4 separate regions of the Mus musculus genome follow, and all the other regions are linked to region 2. A link is a contact called in public promoter capture Hi-C data. All regions are on one chromosome and are shown on one strand. Each heading gives the region's core, a stretch centred on a gene start, on an enhancer-like site or on the middle of the called end of the contact. The rest is flanking DNA. Distances are from core to core; before and after follow the strand shown.

Region 1 (4,493 bases), core at 106-2,605, 2.0 Mb before region 2:
GATGGTGAAAATTTCTAGTGTGGGAAAGACAGTGCTATTACACACCGAATTGTTTTTTCATTTATTCTCCAAAGTTAAAATTCCAAGCAGAGGCAGAGAAGAATTTAGACCTAGTAGTCAATCAGGCAATCTACCTGTAAAACAGGTTTACCTGTACTCAAATTCTAGCAGATTATTTAAACACAGTAACAAGATGGCCTGTGCACAATGTTGTCACTTGCAGAAACAGTTAAAAGTAAAGAATTACAGTTGCTTATGAGCAGTCTCTGAAGACCGTTGTCAGGGTAGAAAGAGTCAAGGCGGGGGGGGGGGGGGGGGGGAAGGGGGGGTCACCAAAGTAAATAACCACTGTCTTTGAAACTAGGTTAAACTAGGGAAATTTTCTTCCAGAAATTAGTACTTGAGTCCTGAGTCCAATAATCTCTTCAGCTGATAATCACTTCTTTGGCCACGTAATCCGCCCCGCCCCTACCAATATCTGCGTTAAACGGACTTTAAAATACTTTAGGAGAAAAAGGGTGAGCATTAAGTCAATCCACGGAGTGCCAAGTTCCACGCCGCACAGTGCACACCCCCCCCCCCCCAGCACAGCCACTTCTCCAAAGTTGCCACCGGTTTGTCCCTAGTCCCGGCACCCCAGCTCCTCTCTTGAGGTGCGTGACCGGCCGGAGGCGGGGGTCCGAGAAGCCAGGGTTCACGCCACCGCCCTCTGTACGCCACCGCACTGCCGTCAATCAACACTCCCACCCCCCACCCCCAACCCAGGCCGAGCCCCGGGACTCCGCGCGGGGGGCGCGGCCAGGGGACCGACGGGATGGCGATCGCTGTGTGTGAAGGAGGGGGACGGACAGACGTCACTCCGAGAACTCCTAAGTTGTGCGCGAGTGCGCGCTCGGGGTCCCCGCCGGGGCGCGACCCCTGGGGGGGGATGGGGGAGCGCAGGCAGCAGAGCCTCGGCGGGACGTCGCTCGGGCCCGTCGCGCTCACCTCTCGAGCTGCGCCGCCTTCCTCCGCCGCTGCCGCCGCCTCCTCCCGATGAGTGCAGCGGGGTCTGCCCTGTGGAACCACCATACCAGTCCCGCCCGCTGCTGCAGCGCCTCCGCCGCCGCTCTTTGTTCCCCCTCCTCGGCCGCCGCTCCTCAGCCGCCCGCCTCGGCCGCCCCGGACCCCACGAGCCGCCGCTACGCTCTGCCGCCCTCTCGGACCCCGGCCTCGCCCTCCTCGCCGCGCCGGCCGCCGCCTTCGCCTCCGCGCCGTCGACGCCGCCGCCACCGACGCCGACGCCTCCTCTTCCGCGCCCCCCTCGTTTTCATTGAAAGCAAACAAGCATCATGGCGGCGGCCGCCGTCCCCCTCCCACCCCAGCCAGCGAACGCCCCGCTCACCGCCGCCTCTCCAACATCCCGGCTTCTCATTGGCTGACGCTGCTGGGCGCGACTATCCCGCGTCGTGCGGGGGTGGACTCTTGGCAGCCCGACGCTTTAGCCCCGTCCGCGTTCCCCCCGGTCTCGGAGCAGTGAGCCGGCCCGGCGCGCTCCTGCCCGCCCTCCCAGCCTCTCTTCCCGCTCTCTCTGCGCCTTTCCTTCTCCGCGCCTTCTGTCTCCTCCTCTCCTAAAGCTGTTTCTCCGCGGTTTAGTTGCTCTTTTTCTTTCTCGTCCACTTTTATCTCCACTTTACCCTTGATTTTTTTTTCCTCCTCTTGATTCATTTTGCTTTTTCCTTGGCCTGTCAATCACTTGGGAGCACAGATTAAATTCTCAGACGTTTAACCCTATCCAGTGTCTTGATCTTCCGAGAAAGAAAACTTACACTCTTCAATAGTCAACTAATTGTTCCTGCCCTAACTATGCAGGAAAAAAATAATTAATAGGCAGGGTTTGTTTGTTTTTTAAATTATGGGGTCCTAATTTAAGTAACGAACTATAGCTGCATTCGAGGGCTAACATAGTCTACTCAGGACATGTGGTTTCAGGTAAACCGGAAAAGGAATGGGCTGATTAATGATACTTACATCAGGAAAAAGTACTTGGCTGGTATTCAGGACACAGGGATTAATCAAGCTCCACCTTGTCGAGTCAGCGTCATGGTGTACGGGCAAGAGTAACGCCCAACAGGCTTCAAATACACTGGCGATATAGACTGACAGGAATTGTGTGAAGGAAAATAGCTACCCCGACCTCCGTGGCAGATCAGCCCAGAACTGAGCGTGAAATGGCTTCCAGGAACTAACAAGAAAAAAAAAAATGCCTCTCAAGGAAGCCCATCTTTCGTTCCAGGATGTGGGACTTGCATGGCTGTTGCCTAAGGCAGAAGAGAACTAGGCGAGCAAAGCAGCGAGGGACAAAAGCCTTTCCAAGAACCAGATGTTCTGTTCAAGGCAGTTTGTGTTTGCCTGGCCCCAGCATTGCCTTGAGATCATCATTGCCTGCTATTTGCCAGGATAGCAGTGTCAGTCTAAGCTTCTAGTGCCATGAGACGCTGGAAAAGTTAAGGCAATGGAGACACCCATCATACACGAGGAAATGACAGGCGCAGACGAGCTACCTGAAGATACTCTTAAGCCCTGACCTACTCAGGCTGTTCAGTGCCTATTTCACACAAAGGGTACAACTAGGCGGAGGGGCCAGGGGTGTAGACATCCTGCTGGCCTGTTCCCTTTCCAGTGCTGTGCCCTGGGAACCTGTGCTCCAGCCTAGAGAAGAGGGTTTCTTTGTGTAATTCATCTTCCCAAGGGCAGCTGCACTTTTTGACAGTGACTGTATGCCTCCAGAGGAGCCTAGTTGTGTAACAAAAACCTTAGCCTCATTAAGCAACAACTCCATTATAATCCTGGAATCAGATGCTTAGGTAGACAGTTCTACTCGTCCCACTTGTGTCCTTTCATGCCAGTGCCTCACAGAGGTGGAAGAATGTTGGATATCTGGCACCTCTGTGTCCCTTAATAACGCTCTTCCATCGATGGTGAGAGTGCTTCCTTATGGCTTTGTGGACCGTCTCCTCCATCTGGAGGTCATTCTGACCCACAATCAGGGCAGCTCAGGAATCTAAAGAGGAGGGAGCAGAAGCCCTCAAGTCTTCGAAAGCATCCCTCTTTGTCTGTATTCCATCCACCAAGCAAGCACAAGCCCGGTGTGGATTTGAGAGAGGAGGCAAGCCAGGGAGCAGTTGTACGCGCACGGCCTGATGGACTTACTCAGCGCCATTGAGATAGACTCGCCCTGCAAAGACTGGGGTCCCCAGGAATGCATGGTATTGTTCAAACTGATTACAGTGACAAAAACGTAATGAAGGCTGCCTGATCAAGCCAATCCTGACAGACTCAACTGCCAAGGAACCAGAATGCTTTATTATAGAAGGTTCGTGTTTTTTCTAGTGGGTAAGCAAAGGGGAAGATAAGCCGTAACAAGAGAGCCAAAAATATGGACCCAGGGTAGGTATTCAATTCTGACAATTTGGCATGTCCTCTGAAAGGTGGAGGCTTAGTGTCCAAGGGCCATCGCTGACACGCTGATACAGTCCCTTATCACCGTGTACTAAGGACAGTAATATAGAATCTGGTATTATAAACTTACAGGTCTCCATCGATCTTCTTCACATTATTTATTATCTCTAGTTCTAGCATATTAGACTTCATTCGATTCAAAATTCAGTTCAAACAGCTTTAAGGAAAAAGAAAGGGAATTAGTTGACTCAAATAGCTTTGAAGGCCAGGAAAAGTATACCCTTCAGGTGTGGCTTGCTTTGGGGACTAATGACATGCTAAGATCTAGTCTCATCCATGGTGACTACATCATGAGAAGCCATATTGAATCAAAGTAAATGTCACCTTCTATAGAGTTTAAGACCAGCAAGAAAATGAGACCTTGTCCTGGGCCGGACTTTCATTTCCATTCCTGAACTAAATACCATCTTCAGGAGAATTTCGTGCTCTGGTCAGGAGGAAATCTAGCCCACACCCCATGTAACTGGGCTAGATTCAGGAGAAATGGAGGGAATAGGGGGTGGGGGCAGCGGGGGATAGAGATGAGATGAGATGATGCTGTTGGGAAAGAGAAACAGAAGTGGAATGGCAGGAAGACACAGAAGCCTAAGGTATATTCTCTCTTGGGTCACCTACATTCACAGACCCCCTGCTAGCCTCTTCTCTTCTCAAGATGTCTGATTTGTCCTGGTTTCACTCCCAGCAGGTAGAATTGAGAGAAGATGCCTGGAAACCTTATAAACCAGAAAACAGGACTTCTGCTCTGAGCTCAACATGCTCCCTTGCAGACTCACCTTAGAGGATCAACCAGAACGGGACGAGACAGCAGGTTTGTTTCTGCTTTGACCTATGCATCATGGTTTCAAAGAATTAAGCTAATTTTCCATTGCTATACAAAAATCACTAGGGACTTGAAGGGCACCTCAGGTGTTTAGCACTTGTACATTATACACAAGGCTCTGGCTTGGATCCTCACTAGAAATAAATAAAAAGAATGGTTAGTTATAAATGGG
Region 2 (4,262 bases), core at 1,698-4,197:
CTTTCGAATGCACTCGATCGAATAGGAGAATTGGGTTCATAAAAGGGATTCATGGCAAATTTGATGTATAAGTCGTAGACGTCAGTGAAGAAGTTCTTGATGCCATCCTCGTGCCTCACGTCATGCAGCATGATGAGCCGCATGTGCCCAGCCGTGACGAACGCCGAGACGAACCACTCATTGAATTTGTCCACAGTTTTTAAGTACATGTTGTTGGAGAGCCACATGTTTTCGTCGACGAGGTCCAGAGCAGCATGAGCTATGAACTGGTTCAGATGACGGTGTTCATCTTTAGATTCTGCTTTCCCAGCTGGCAAAAATTCCATTTCAAAAACCGGATTATCATGGTGGCCAACAATTACGAAGTAGAAGCTCCCAGACATTGTCTTCTGTCTATATGTGGCTCCTAGAGTCAGACACCAGCAAATGAACCCCAAGTCAGTTCATGAAATTCTTATTTTTGAGACAGGGTCTCACTCTGTAGCCCAGGTTAGCCTTGAAACCCAATCCTTTCTACCTTAGTCTCATAACTGCTGGTATTACAGGCATTAGCCACCACACCTAGCTATATTTATTAACATTTTACCCCTCCCCACTGATTTAAAATGATAGAGCTACCATACACTAAATTTGCATTCATATTTCCCACATCTTTGGGTTTTTTTTTTGGTCCTATTTATGAAATAAAGGGAAAGCTGCTTAGCATCTGGATAATTTCGATAGGTTCAGAAAATGAACCTGGCAAAAACCTACCATCTTTCCATTGATTGAAAAAAAATAATACAAAAAGAGGGAATCCCCCCTCCACACACACACACACACAGGGTTTGAGAGGGAATTTCTTAAACTGAAAAAAAAAAAAAAAAAAGGACATCACCATCAACAAATCCAAAATACTTTTTACAGTTACTGTCAAAGACTACCAGGGCAGTGGTAGCTTACACCCGATCCCAGCACTGGGAGAGACTGGGGCAGGAAGACTCTCAGGGATTTGCGGCCACCACCTGGGCTACATAGTGAGTTTCAGCCAGCCTGGGCTAAAGTCTGAGATGCTGTCTTTAAAAACAAAACAACAACATCCTACAAACTAAAAGCTTTTTTCTTAAAACCAGAAACAAGGAAAGATCACAACTCCATCCTTTGGCTAAAGTTTAGGAATGCAGAAAGTATACCTCCCTTCTACCACTTCTATTGAGTACTTTACTGGAGATAGCAGGCAGGGAAACAAAGTTAATGGGAAGAATTAAAAAAAAAAAATCACTACATTGGGGGGTGGGGACAGCCCCAGCACCAGGGAGGCAGAGGCAGGCAAGTTCCTGTGCGTTCAAGGCCAGTCTGGTCTACAGATCTAGTTCCAGGACAGCCAGGGATACACAGAAAAACTGTTTCAAAAGCTAAACCAAAACAAAGAAATAAAAAGCATTTGGACTATGAAGTCCAAACTATTTGAAGATGATATAATCTTATACATAAAATGTCCTATGGAACCATGTAAGGGCAGACTTAGCAAGGCAACAGGAAACAAGATCAATAGAGAAACAAATGGGTTTCTATAGACCAGCAGCTAGTTCCAGAGTGATAAAAAAAAAAAAAAAAAAAACAAAAACCAAAAACCAAAAAACCCAGGATAAGGGACTATCGTTTAAGAGACACGTCATAAAATAAAAACTATAGCTTTAGGAATTTAATCAAGGCTTTCAGTGGAGGTCTTGGTGGTTAAGATCATTGGTTGCTCTTTCAGAGGACCTAAGTTTCCACTAAAAATTTCCGAAGAATTAAAGAATCTCACCTATTCTTGAAAACAAGTAAATAATGGCTGCTGGTTCAGGGGACTCGTTTTTCCTCATTGGTGTATCCACCATTAAATTGTGTATGCTCCATAAATAAACCCCTACCCATAAATACCCAAGTTAAACTCAGTGGGTACACACGCATGCTCAGTCCAGAACTCAGTAGGCAGAGGCTAGAGGATCTGTGAGTTCAAAGCTAGCTTGTTCTGCAAAGCAAGTTCCAGGACAGTCAGGGCTACAGAAAGAGACTCTGTCACAAGAAGAAAGAAGACAGGAGGAGGAGGAGGAGATGATCAACTTCACAAAGTTGTCCTCTCTTACACATGTACCATATAGCAAGCAGGCACTCCCATGATGTGTCACATACATCCACAATAATAATAATTTTAAAAAATGTATAGATATGAAAATAGAAGGGAAAGGGGGTTCAGTGGGTGTGGGATGAGAGGGTGACAAGGGCTGAAAACCACATTAAAACACATGGATGAACCTGCCAAAGGATAACTAAAGATACTAGGATGGACTGTCATCCTTGCTTTGGGGCTATTAAAGATGGCGATACATCTATTTACCCACAGATTCATTTACAACACGATGACAGAGTCCATTAAATAAACCCGTACATTTTGCTATTTTATTTTGTTATTAACCTTTTTTAAAAAATAAAATAAAAGGTCTTATGAAGCCCAGACTGGCCTACAAGTATCAGAAAATGGCTTGAATTCCTTACCCTAGCTCCCCCTTTCCAGTGCTGCGATTATCTTACACTGCCCCTCTTTAACTGTTTATTTCTGGTGCTGGGGACCAAATCCCAAACCTCCAGGTGCTAGGCAAGGGCTCTGCCCCTGAGCCACAAATCCCAAGGAAAACTCAAAGTACGCACCCACGAAAGTGACTGAACTGTATGTGCCCAGCCTCCCTGGACGGCCCCCACTTTCCCAGTCTCTAGCTCCCGACTTTTTGCTTTGGGCAGGGTCTTGCTGTCCTACAGCACTTGAGGCAATCCCTCCGGGCTCCTGAGCGCTGGGATCACAGGCGAGTGCGGGATTTTGACAACTATAAATACCTCACCTAAGCCGACTTCCCTCTAGTTCAGGGGCAGACAAGCTCAAAGAGGAAAGCAGGTCAGCCGGCCATCACACACACTCAACGTCCACCCCGCGGGGTAGCTCCGCCCACCGACTAGCCGAGACTGCTCACTGCGCATGCGTACATGTTCCCGCCTCTCCGGGAAGGACTGAGCGGCCTGCGCCGGCTGCCGACCTGACGCAAGTGACGGAAGACTGAGCATGCTCAGTAACGCGCTAAGCCCGTCCCCAGCCCCGGTCCGGCCGCCATCTTGGATCAGGGCAGCTCAGTCGACCGGGCATGCGCACATGCGTCTCTGAGCAAGGCTGCGCTAAGGGTTTTGTCCGCCATCTTGGGTCAAGGCCTCATGGGACGTCGGGGTCCCCGCGGGCCTCCTCTGGCTCTTAGAGCAATCCTTGCCTTCACCGCACGCGTACTTGCTTATGTTGTCACTGACGTTCGCCTGGAGGTGTAGAGACCGGAAGCCTGGCGGGAGATGTGGACCAGACTGCCAAGTGAGGCGGAGCTTTTAACTACAAGAATGCCAGAAAGCAAAATGGAGGTTGCAGCACCGGGCGCTTGTGTCCAGACGGTGCTGGCCGTATGCGTGGGCGGAAATGCGTAATGGGAGGGTGGTTTAGGGCGCAAATCACTGGTGTTAGGTGCTGTTAATCATCAAGGACTCTGCTCTTTCAAGTGTATGTCTGCATTGTTCACAGGTTTTCCTTATGTGTTTATTATAGTGAGACTTATCTAGCGTTGGCGTCCTGAATTCCTTCTTCCCTTAAACAGACATTTCGAAGCTACTTTGGCTAAAAATCATTGACTTCTCTCTGGGGCCACAGAGTGACTAAAGATAAAGTTTGGCATTTCTGTTTTCGTTTTGTGTTTGCTAGAAACATAAACAAAGCGAAGTAGCTCTACAAGGCACGTTCTATTTGTAAAAAAGGTGTTTCAGGATCAAAATCATGGTGTCTTTTCCCCAGTGGCTGGGGTCCGACCTTCATGCTTGGCTAGTTCTGAAAGAATAAGCTTAGAGGAATGGAGTTAAAGGTCTGTATTCCAGGCAGCAGGGAATTCAGGAGGGAGAAAGGATGCATGAGGTTTATAAACAAAACTTTACTAGGTGGAGAAGATGTTTGTTTGTTTGTTTGTTTGTTTGAGTGAAGCAGCTTTCTTTTATTGGCGGTAGTGAAGAAAATTTTTGGAATATTGGCCAATGGCAGACTACCTACCTACCTTTGATAGATAAATAACAAAACTGATTTCTTACATCTCCTTTGCTTTGGTCAGGTACCTGCCCACTTCTACATAAGCAGCATGTTTATCCATCCATTTCATCTCCCTTCAAAATTGAAGGCACAAAAAAGTCATTGTCCTAAACCTCTGGTCATCTTGATAGGA
Region 3 (4,407 bases), core at 1,440-3,939, 1.5 Mb before region 2:
CCGATACGGCATGAATATGTACTCCAACCTAGGTCCTAGATTAGTTACATGCAGAAGGCAGAACATATGTCATGTGTATATGTGTATAAGGGTCCAGCTTCCTGCCACTAACCACTGGGCCACCTGTGCCCTCAGGCCACGCCTAACCAGGTGTGGGTCCATCACCTGGGAGATCCCACCCTAGTCCTGATGGCCCAGCCCTTCAAAGGCCTCAGGCTTCAGAAGTAAAGGACGTAAGTCCATCTGTCCCCTCCCTTCAACTAGACAGCTAGAAACCACTACATTCAGGCTCCATCTAAGTTGTTCTTGGGTTTTTTGGTGTTTTTTTGTTTTGTTTTTTGAGACAGGGTTTCTCTGTATAGCCCTGGCTGTCCTGGAACTCACTTTGTAGACCAGGCTGGCCTCGAACTCAGAAATCTGCCTGCCTCTGCCTCCCAAGTGCTGGGATTAAAGGCGTGCAGCCACCATGCCTGGCATCTAAGTTGTTCTGAGGTTGTTGTTTGTTCTGTTTTTGTCAATTCTATGTTTTCTGCTTTCAGGGGCAGGATCTTAGTATGTAGCCCTACCTGGCCTGACACTACTTAGAGCAGGACAGCCTACAACCTGTGGATGAGCCGCCTTCGTGCTGGGATTACAAACATGCAACCAGGCTTCCAGGTTTTGTTTTGTTTTTTTAATATTGTATGTACACATCACACACACACACACTTAAGTGTATGTGTGTGCCACAAAGGCCAGAAGAGGTGTTGGGTCTCCAGGACCTGCAGCTGTGATGAGTGCTAGGGACAGAACTTGGGTCCTCTAGAAGAGCAGCCAAGGCTTTAACCATTGAGCGATTTCTCAAACCCATCTGGCTTCATTTTGTTAGCTCACAATAACTGGGATCACAGCCATATGCTTCTATGTCAGTACAAATAGTCTGTATAAAACCTGATACAGTACAAAAACCTTATACAGGCCAAAACCACACACCTGCAGGCTGGACTGAGCCTCTGAGCAACCATTTAGCAACAGCTACCATAAGGGAGATGAGAGAGATTGCCTCAAAAGAAACAGTGTCCATAAACTACAGACCAGATAAATTAAACATGACATATTCAAAGAAGACTATTCTTCATACACAAAAAGAAATTAAATACTGCCCATGTACAGAAATAGAGCCCTTGACTAGCATATGCAAAGCCCTAGGTTCAATTCCCAGTACTGGAGGGGGGAAGATGTACTAGTGAGAGCTGTAATACAAATGGGCCTTAGACATATTAATAAGTGAATGAACAAAGATTCACTGTGCCAGCCTGGTCTACAGACCAGCCAAAGCTACCTAGAGAAACCCTGTCTTGAAAAAGCAACCAAAAAAAAAAAAAAAAGCCATTTTAATGTGTTCTAATTCCTAATAGTAAAATGAATACTAAAGTAGACCAGCCATTGCCTGGAACTGGAAAGGATACAAGATGACAAACAGGAAAAAAATTATATAATAAAATAATAATTATTACAATAATTGTTATATAATTTTTATGTAATATATAAATAAAATTTATAAAACAATGAAGAGATTCTAAGCCGAATGTGAAAATAGTTATACAACTCATTTTTTTTTTTTAAATGCAAGGAGCTGGGGAGGTAGCTCAGTTGCTCGAGGGCCTAACATGCATGAAGCCCTGGACTGGATGCCTAGCACAAAGATGACTCAGAAGGACAATTTAGAGATACAGGCCATCCCGGCCATATAGTAAGACCTGTCTCTGCTAATACGAAAGAATAATCGTTATACACTTTTACTGGGTGAATTGCACAGGTCCTAGGTTATAACGCAGTTACACTGAAAATTTTCTGTCCAGTAGTCCCTGTGATTCCTGCACTAGAAAATTGAGACAAGAGGATTGGAGTGATTGAGGACGGCCTAAACCACTCGTGAATTCCAGGCCAATCAGGCTACGTGGCTTTATTTCAGAAAAGAGAGAGACTGACCAACCAACCTGGCCTACCCACAGTCCTCCATAGAGATCGCAAAACCATTCCCTCCCACAGGGAGGGTCTTGTCCACTCGTCTCTTGTCAACAACCTCTAGCTCCACCCCATGCAGCCACCAGCCACTCCAACGCAAGAGACTGAGCTAGTTCCGGGGTCCCCTACCTCCCTTCCCACGGGCTGCCCCACCCCGCCCCCGCTGCTTATTTATCCGCGTCACTCCTCTCCACCCCTCCTCCACGTCTGCCTGGTCCCAGGTCTTCCGGGGCTTTAACTGAACCCACCACCGGGCGTTACGGGGAGCAAGCGAACCGCTGGATGTTAGATGTAACCTGAGCGGCCGCCTGACCACCCTGTCCCCGCGGGGAGCCAGAGGACACGCCGCCTCGTCCTCGCCCAGACCTACTACTCCCTGGCGGGGGAGGTTGGCTTCCCCGCCCCAGGCCCTCACCGCGGTAGTGCGCCTGGAAGCCGCCAGGCCTCAGCGTGGGGAACAGCACAGCCACTCGGCTCAGCAGCCTCTCGCAGGGCCCCGGGCCGGCCGCGGCTTGGGCTTCCGCCTCCGGCTCCGGGCTGAAGCAGAAGCTGAAGCGGCGGATCTCGCGGGTCGCCTCCTCCTTGCCCAGAAGATAGGCCTTCACCGTGAACGACGCCATAACCGCGGTCTAGGTACGGACGAAACAGCTGGGCAGCGGCGGCGCCGAGAGCCCAGCTTTTATAGAAAACGGGGGAGCCCCGCCTCGTGGGGGCGGAGCCTCTATGAGCCCCGCCCCTCCCCTAGGCTGGGGCGGCCGCTGGAGCCCCCTTGATGGGACCCTTGAAAGGTACGGGGTCGAGACGACCCCACTGCCTACTCTTTTCTTTCCCACCGAATACATGGGTGACCACAAGAGACCAGCCTCAGCCTCAAGTCGTTGGGAAAAGGACCCGTAAGTATCGAGCCTAGGTACCTCCCAGGCTTGGGCCTGCCTATGACTCAGCAGTGTCGTCCCCAAGCCAGGGGGGATGTACGGCCCAGAAGCTAGGAGGACACAGATGTCTACTGTCAGGTAGCCATTCTTTTAGCCAAACAGGCTGTCTCACAGGATGCTATTCCGACCCTCCTAAACATAGTGTCCCCGGTAGTAGCCCCCACTCCCACCCCCTTCCAGGCATCCACCATGACCAGCCCCTCACTGAATAAAGGAACATCACCCACCATCTTAGGCCTCACCCAATTTAACAAAGATCAGGTTGAGAGGTGTTGGACAAGCACTGGTGACTTCTCACAAACCCACCCTGTAAGAGGGGTAGCCAGGGCTCCAGAGGCAGCAGTAGTCACAACCTGTTCATTGCAACCAGAGATTCCTCACTGCAGCCCAGACACACACACACATACACACACATTCATATTCTCTCTCTCTCTCTCTCTCTCTCTCTCTCTCTCTTTCTCTCTCTCTCTCTCTCGGAAGGTACATGTATCTCAGGCCTTAGTGGCTTCAAAGCACAAAGGGATCAGACCACCTGCCCTCCATCTAGGAACCAAAATACAAGCTATAGCCAGTCCTGTGCCACAGGTTGGTTATTCCAGCTGTTTGAGGTGCTGAGGCAGGAAAAGACCAAGTTCAAGATATTCTGCTTGAGCAACTTGGTGAAACTGTTTCAAAATAGAAAGTGATCCTAGTACTTGGGAGGTCAGAGGTTCCAGAGTTCAAAGCCAGCCTTGGCTGCATGAGGCTTCTAAGAAAGAAAAAAAGTCTGGGTGCTGGGGGGCGGGAATAAAGAATCTGGCTATACAGTTTAGTAAGGATACAGGAGATTTAGCTTAGTAGGGATACAGCTTATAGAGATTTAGCTTAGTAGGGATACAGGTCATGAGGATTTAGCTTAGTAGGGATATACCCGGGAGATATCATTAATGGGAATTTGGTGCATAGGGATATAGCTCAGTGACAGAGCACCTGCCTAGTATGTGTTACATCTTAGGTTCAACCCCCAATACAAACGCCAAAACCAGGAAATGCTGCTTTCTGTGGCCAGAGTGACCTGTTAGCTAGCATGATGACACACATCTGTAACCCCAGCCCTTGGGAAGCTGAGTCAAGAGGAATTCTAATTCAAGGCTCGGCCAGGCTTGCATAGCAAGTCCTACTCTCAAAAAAAAAACAAATTAAGCAGGGCAGTGGTGGCACATGCCTTTAACCCCAGAACTTGGGAGGCAGAGGCAGGTGGATTTCTGAGTTCAAGGCCAGCCTGGTCTACAGAGTGAGTTCCAGGACAGCCAGGGCTACACAGAGCAACCCTGTCTCAGGGAAAAATAAAAACAAACCACAAATTAAATGAATAAAGTAAAATGAGCTCTTAGCAGGAACCCAGTCCTGGGAAGGCTAGAGGCTGAGAAGGGTGTCACCCTGTAAGGCCTTCTAGGTATGGTCCTTTCCATAGGACTAGACCTGC
Region 4 (4,053 bases), core at 951-3,450, 1.5 Mb before region 2:
CCTAACCAGATAGCCAGCTTCAGGTTCAGTGAGAAACCCTGCCTCAAGGGAATAACGCAGAGCGATGAAATGGGACATGCTGGTCTCTGCCCACACCACCACACAAATACTAAATAAAAAATTTTTTAAAAATTACTTTGTTTGTTTAAAGTACAAAACGGTGATTTCTAGTAAACCTGCTGAGTTACCATCTGAACACAATTCTGGATCATCTCTATCAGCCCAGGAAGATCCCTTAGGTCCACTTACAGTAGATTCCTGTTCCCTTCTGGATCGTCTCTATCAGCCCTTAGATCCACTTACAGTACATTCTTGCTCCCTCTCCCAGCGCCAGGCAACCACTAGTCTGTTCTTTGTAAAAAAAATCCCAAACATTTGATTTTACCAAGTGAAGACTCAGGAGCCAGACATGCTGGTGAAAGCCTACTAGCTCAGAAAAGAGAAAGTACCCAACTGACCTTCTTCAACCCACATCCCAGAAGGAAAAATAAAATTTCTTTCTCCACACTGTCTTAAAAACCTTTCCAACTGAATGTCCCTCCTTCCTATATCCTGTGTGTCTCTCTATCCATGCTCCTGACTTCCTCTTACTTTCTATAGTTTTATTCCTGTGTTCACTCCCTGTCAACTGGTTGCTTGTTCAGCCTCCATACCTATGGTTGACTTTATTCAATCTTGTTTACAAGAAACAGCTCTTGGATTAAAGGTGTGTGCTAGAGCTAAGCCACACCACAACTAGGAACAGATTTTTCCAGTATACAATCTTATAGTGTGATCAGTTATCTTTCAAAACTCTTGGATTAAAGGTGTGAACTAGGGCTAAGCCACACCACAACTAAAGACAGGTTTTTTTCCAGTATACACTCTTGGGGTTCACAGTATGATCCTTCAACACCAATCTTGTAAAGTTTATGGTTTCAAAATACCAATTAAGCCAGGTGGTGGTGGAGCATGCCTTTAATCTCAGCACTTAGGTGGCCAGAATTAGGCAGGTTTCTGTGGGTTTGAGGCCAGCCTGGTCTACAGAGGGAAGGAATTCTAGAATAGCCAGGGCTACACAGAGAGGGAAGAAAAATAAAAAGAAGAAAGAAAAGAAGCCAGCCTGGGGGTATGCCTTAATCTCAGGTTTCAGGGGGAAGAGACAGGACTCTAGTGACTTAACCACTGAGCTCTAGAATGACTTTGTTTATTTTTGAAATATTTACTAATTTTATAAGTATGAATGTTTGCCGGCATGTATGTATATTTACCATGTTCATGCCTAGCACCCACAGAGTTACAGATACTCGTGAGCTGCCATGTAGGTGCTAGGAGCTGAATATGGGTCCTCTGCAGGAGCAGTTAAAGCCAGCGAGCTACAGCTACATAGTAAGATCCAGTCTCAAAAAATATATAAAAAATAAAAAATATAAAAAGTATAAAAAATATACTTTCCAGACCCATCCATTTTCCTACAATGTTGTATCCCAAACTAGCCTCAGACTCTGGAGGGAAAGAGGACCTTTTTTGTTTTGTTTTGTTTGTTTTGTTTTTGTTTTGTTTTTTTGTTTTTGTTTTGTTTTTGTTTGTTTGTTTTTTGAGACAGGGTTTCTCTGTGTAGCCCTGGCTGTCCTGGAACTCACTTTGTAGACCAGGCTGGTCTTGAACTCAGAAGTGCGCCTGCCTCTGCCTCCCAAGTGCTGGGATTAAAGACGTGCGCCACCACCGCCCGGCGATAAAGGACCTTTAATTTGACGTTTTCCTGCCTCCGTCTTGTAAATGCTGAGATCACAGTCACACGACAGTTTTAATTCAAAACCAAGATAGTTTATAATGTCAGCCATGCAAAGATGTCCTGGCTGTAGAAAAGCACCGTCCCTGCTCCGAGTCAGAGAGCCAAAGGCGATGGACCAAACACGTAGGAACACCAGCTCGGGTTGTGTTGTTGTTGTTTTGATTTGATTTGATTTGATTTGACTTGATTTGGTTTGTTTTGATTTGATTTGTTTTTTATGCTTGTCAGGGGATGGAGGCGGGGTTGGGAGGCCGGAGAGGCGAACAGTGACCACCGAGACAGTGGGCTAGAGCGGCTCAAGAGCTCTCAGGGGCGGGGCCGACTCAGTCAGAGAAGAACGGAGAGACGCACCAGGGCATGCGAGGTGGAGCTGAGCCTAGAGGGGCCGGAACCAGCGCAGGTTGGGCGGAGCCTGGGCGGGATTGCAGAGCCCGAGCTCACGGCGGGAGAGTGAGTCCTGAATGGCGCCGGCTCAGCAGTCTCGGGTTCTACGGTGCTGCAGCTGCCACATCTTTCAGGCGCATCAGGTGGGGTGGGCGTCTGCCTCACCCTCTTTCCTAGCAGGACGGTGGGCGAGATATGGAGGGCCGCGTCTCATATGGCCATGGGAAATGACAGTGACGAGGCTGAAGGCTGTGCTTCGTTGCTGTCACTTCACAACACGCCTCTGCCATTTTGTTTGTGTTTATCTGTTGTTGCTGCTGAGGGTTCTGCTCAGAGCTGTGGGCGCGCTCTTCCACTGAGCTACCACCCAGCCCAGTGTATGTCGGTTTTTTGCATGATCGTTGTAGAATCCACAGTAGTTGTTTCTTCTGAGGCGGCTTCCATTGGATACTAGCAAAATGGTCAGGAATCCAGGTTGAGGAGTAGCGTCCTCTACGCAGAACCTAGCCCATCATTACACTCAGTGTCTCTTCTCAGTTTTATTACAGTGAATGGTGAGCTTTAAAAGCCCTAGGGTTGGGTGTTCGCCTAACATTCCCACAGCCCAAAAATGGGATTAGGCATGGCAATGAATGAAGGTAGGAGGGCTTAGCGAGTTTGAGGCCAACCAGGGTTATCCGAGACCCTGTTTCAAAACAAGCAAAACTGAATAATGTATAAGCAGTTTGGACTCCATTTTGACATTCCCCTTGGTGGGCCCGGATGTCACTTGGTGCCTCTACCTGCAGCCTTATCTTCGTGGTAATAGTTACCTCCATGCTCATTAGAGCCAGCACAACCCATAAATGGTTAAAGGGGATAGTGGTCGGTGTTTGTTTGAGAGGCTTTGTTTCATACGTCAAGTTGGCTCCAGGCTCTAGATCCTCCTGCCTCAACCTTATTAGTTAACTTCTGAGCTGATCCCCAACCCAAATCTTAGTCTTGGTGGTAGTGGTTTTATTGTTTTAGGGGGTGGAATTTGGTTTGGTTTTGAGGGTGTTGCCAAGACATAATTTCAATATTTACTTTAGATTGACCTCTAATTCCTAATCCCTGGCCTCAGCTTCCTGAATATCTAGAGTATATATCTCTAATGCCACGTCAGTCCCAGGAGACTTACGAATCAGCCTAGATCTCTTTGTATAGTTAAGCATAATCTTTCATGACATTTCTTCAAGGAGCTTTTGTATCTATATAAAAAAATTATTTTTATGTGTATGGTTTGCCTTGCATGTATGTCTGCACCCCATAAAATGTGGTACCCACAGAAGCCAGAAGAGGGTCTTAGATCTCCTGGAGTTAGAGGGACAGACAGTTGTGAGCTGCCACATTGGTGCTAGGAACAGAACTTAGGTCCTTTACAAGGGCAGCCAATTCTCTTAACTGATGAACTGTATCTCCAATGTACTAGCTGCCACAGAGGCATATCTCCAGCTCTGGAATTCCTGCCCCACTCTGTGCTCGCATGCGCATGTAGTGTGTGTGTCTGTGTGTCTGTCTGTCTGTCTGTGTGTCTGTTATATGCATGCTTGTATGCAGATAAGCACATGGAGGCCAGAAAGGAACATTAGTTCTGCTGTCTTTCCACCTTATTTCTCTGGAACAGGGTCTATCACTGAACCTGGAGCTAGGCTGGCAGCCAGCAGTCCCCATTGACCCCATTCCCACCTCCGACAGTCCTGTGAACACAGGCTCACGTGGCTACGGAGATCTGACCTCAGGCCCTCATGCTTGCTCAGCAAATAAACTTTTACCCATTGACATTCCTTTTTTGGACCCTGGGATGGCAAAACTCCAACTGGATGTTTGTTGTTTCATACAAATGGCCAATCTTCCCAGCACCTACCTATTAAATA

What was found. Promoter capture Hi-C pulls out the DNA fragments that hold promoters and counts their contacts.
Region 1: a contact with region 2 is called in a promoter capture Hi-C map of pre-B cells, with 2.0 times the contacts expected there. The contact joins the promoter of Cnot6 here to the promoter of 0610009B22Rik in region 2. A contact is called at or near these places in 1 of 39 promoter capture datasets (pre-B cells) and 1 of 9 other capture datasets (pancreatic islet).
Region 3: a contact with region 2 is called in a promoter capture Hi-C map of pre-B cells, with 4 times the contacts expected there. The contact joins the promoter of Sqstm1 here to the promoter of 0610009B22Rik in region 2. A contact is called at or near these places in 2 of 39 promoter capture datasets (the 3T3-L1 cell line and pre-B cells) and 5 of 115 datasets of contacts at active chromatin or transcription factors (astrocytes, bone marrow-derived dendritic cells, embryonic forebrain and 2 more).
Region 4: a contact with region 2 is called in a promoter capture Hi-C map of liver, with 5 times the contacts expected there. The contact joins the promoter of Mrnip here to the promoter of 0610009B22Rik in region 2. A contact is called at or near these places in 5 of 39 promoter capture datasets (the C10 cell line, embryonic stem cells, hippocampal neurons and 2 more), 1 of 484 Hi-C or Micro-C datasets (B cells) and 1 of 115 datasets of contacts at active chromatin or transcription factors (astrocytes).

The regions. Positions count from the first base shown.
Region 1 is chr11:49,711,367-49,715,859 of GRCm38.p6, forward strand. It overlaps Cnot6 (CCR4-NOT transcription complex, subunit 6), which reads right to left and starts at 1,356. Exons shown (of 12, transcript NM_212484.2): 1 at 988-1,356. It overlaps Gm36411 (a long non-coding RNA gene), which reads left to right and starts at 2,106. Exons shown (of 4, transcript XR_879826.3): 1 at 2,106-3,355; 2 at 4,184-4,309.
Region 2 is chr11:51,685,687-51,689,948 of GRCm38.p6, forward strand. 0610009B22Rik (RIKEN cDNA 0610009B22 gene) reads right to left here and starts at 2,948. Exons shown (of 2, transcript NM_025319.2): 1 at 2,862-2,948; 2 at 1-406. The coding sequence starts at 383.
Region 3 is chr11:50,208,131-50,212,537 of GRCm38.p6, forward strand. It overlaps Sqstm1 (sequestosome 1), which reads right to left and starts at 2,690. Exons shown (of 8, transcript NM_011018.3): 1 at 2,423-2,690. The coding sequence starts at 2,627.
Region 4 is chr11:50,172,651-50,176,703 of GRCm38.p6, forward strand. Mrnip (MRN complex interacting protein) reads left to right here and starts at 2,201. Exons shown (of 7, transcript NM_026543.3): 1 at 2,201-2,301. The coding sequence starts at 2,236. Tbc1d9b (TBC1 domain family, member 9B) reads left to right here. Exons shown (of 22, transcript NM_001290760.1): 22 at 1-135.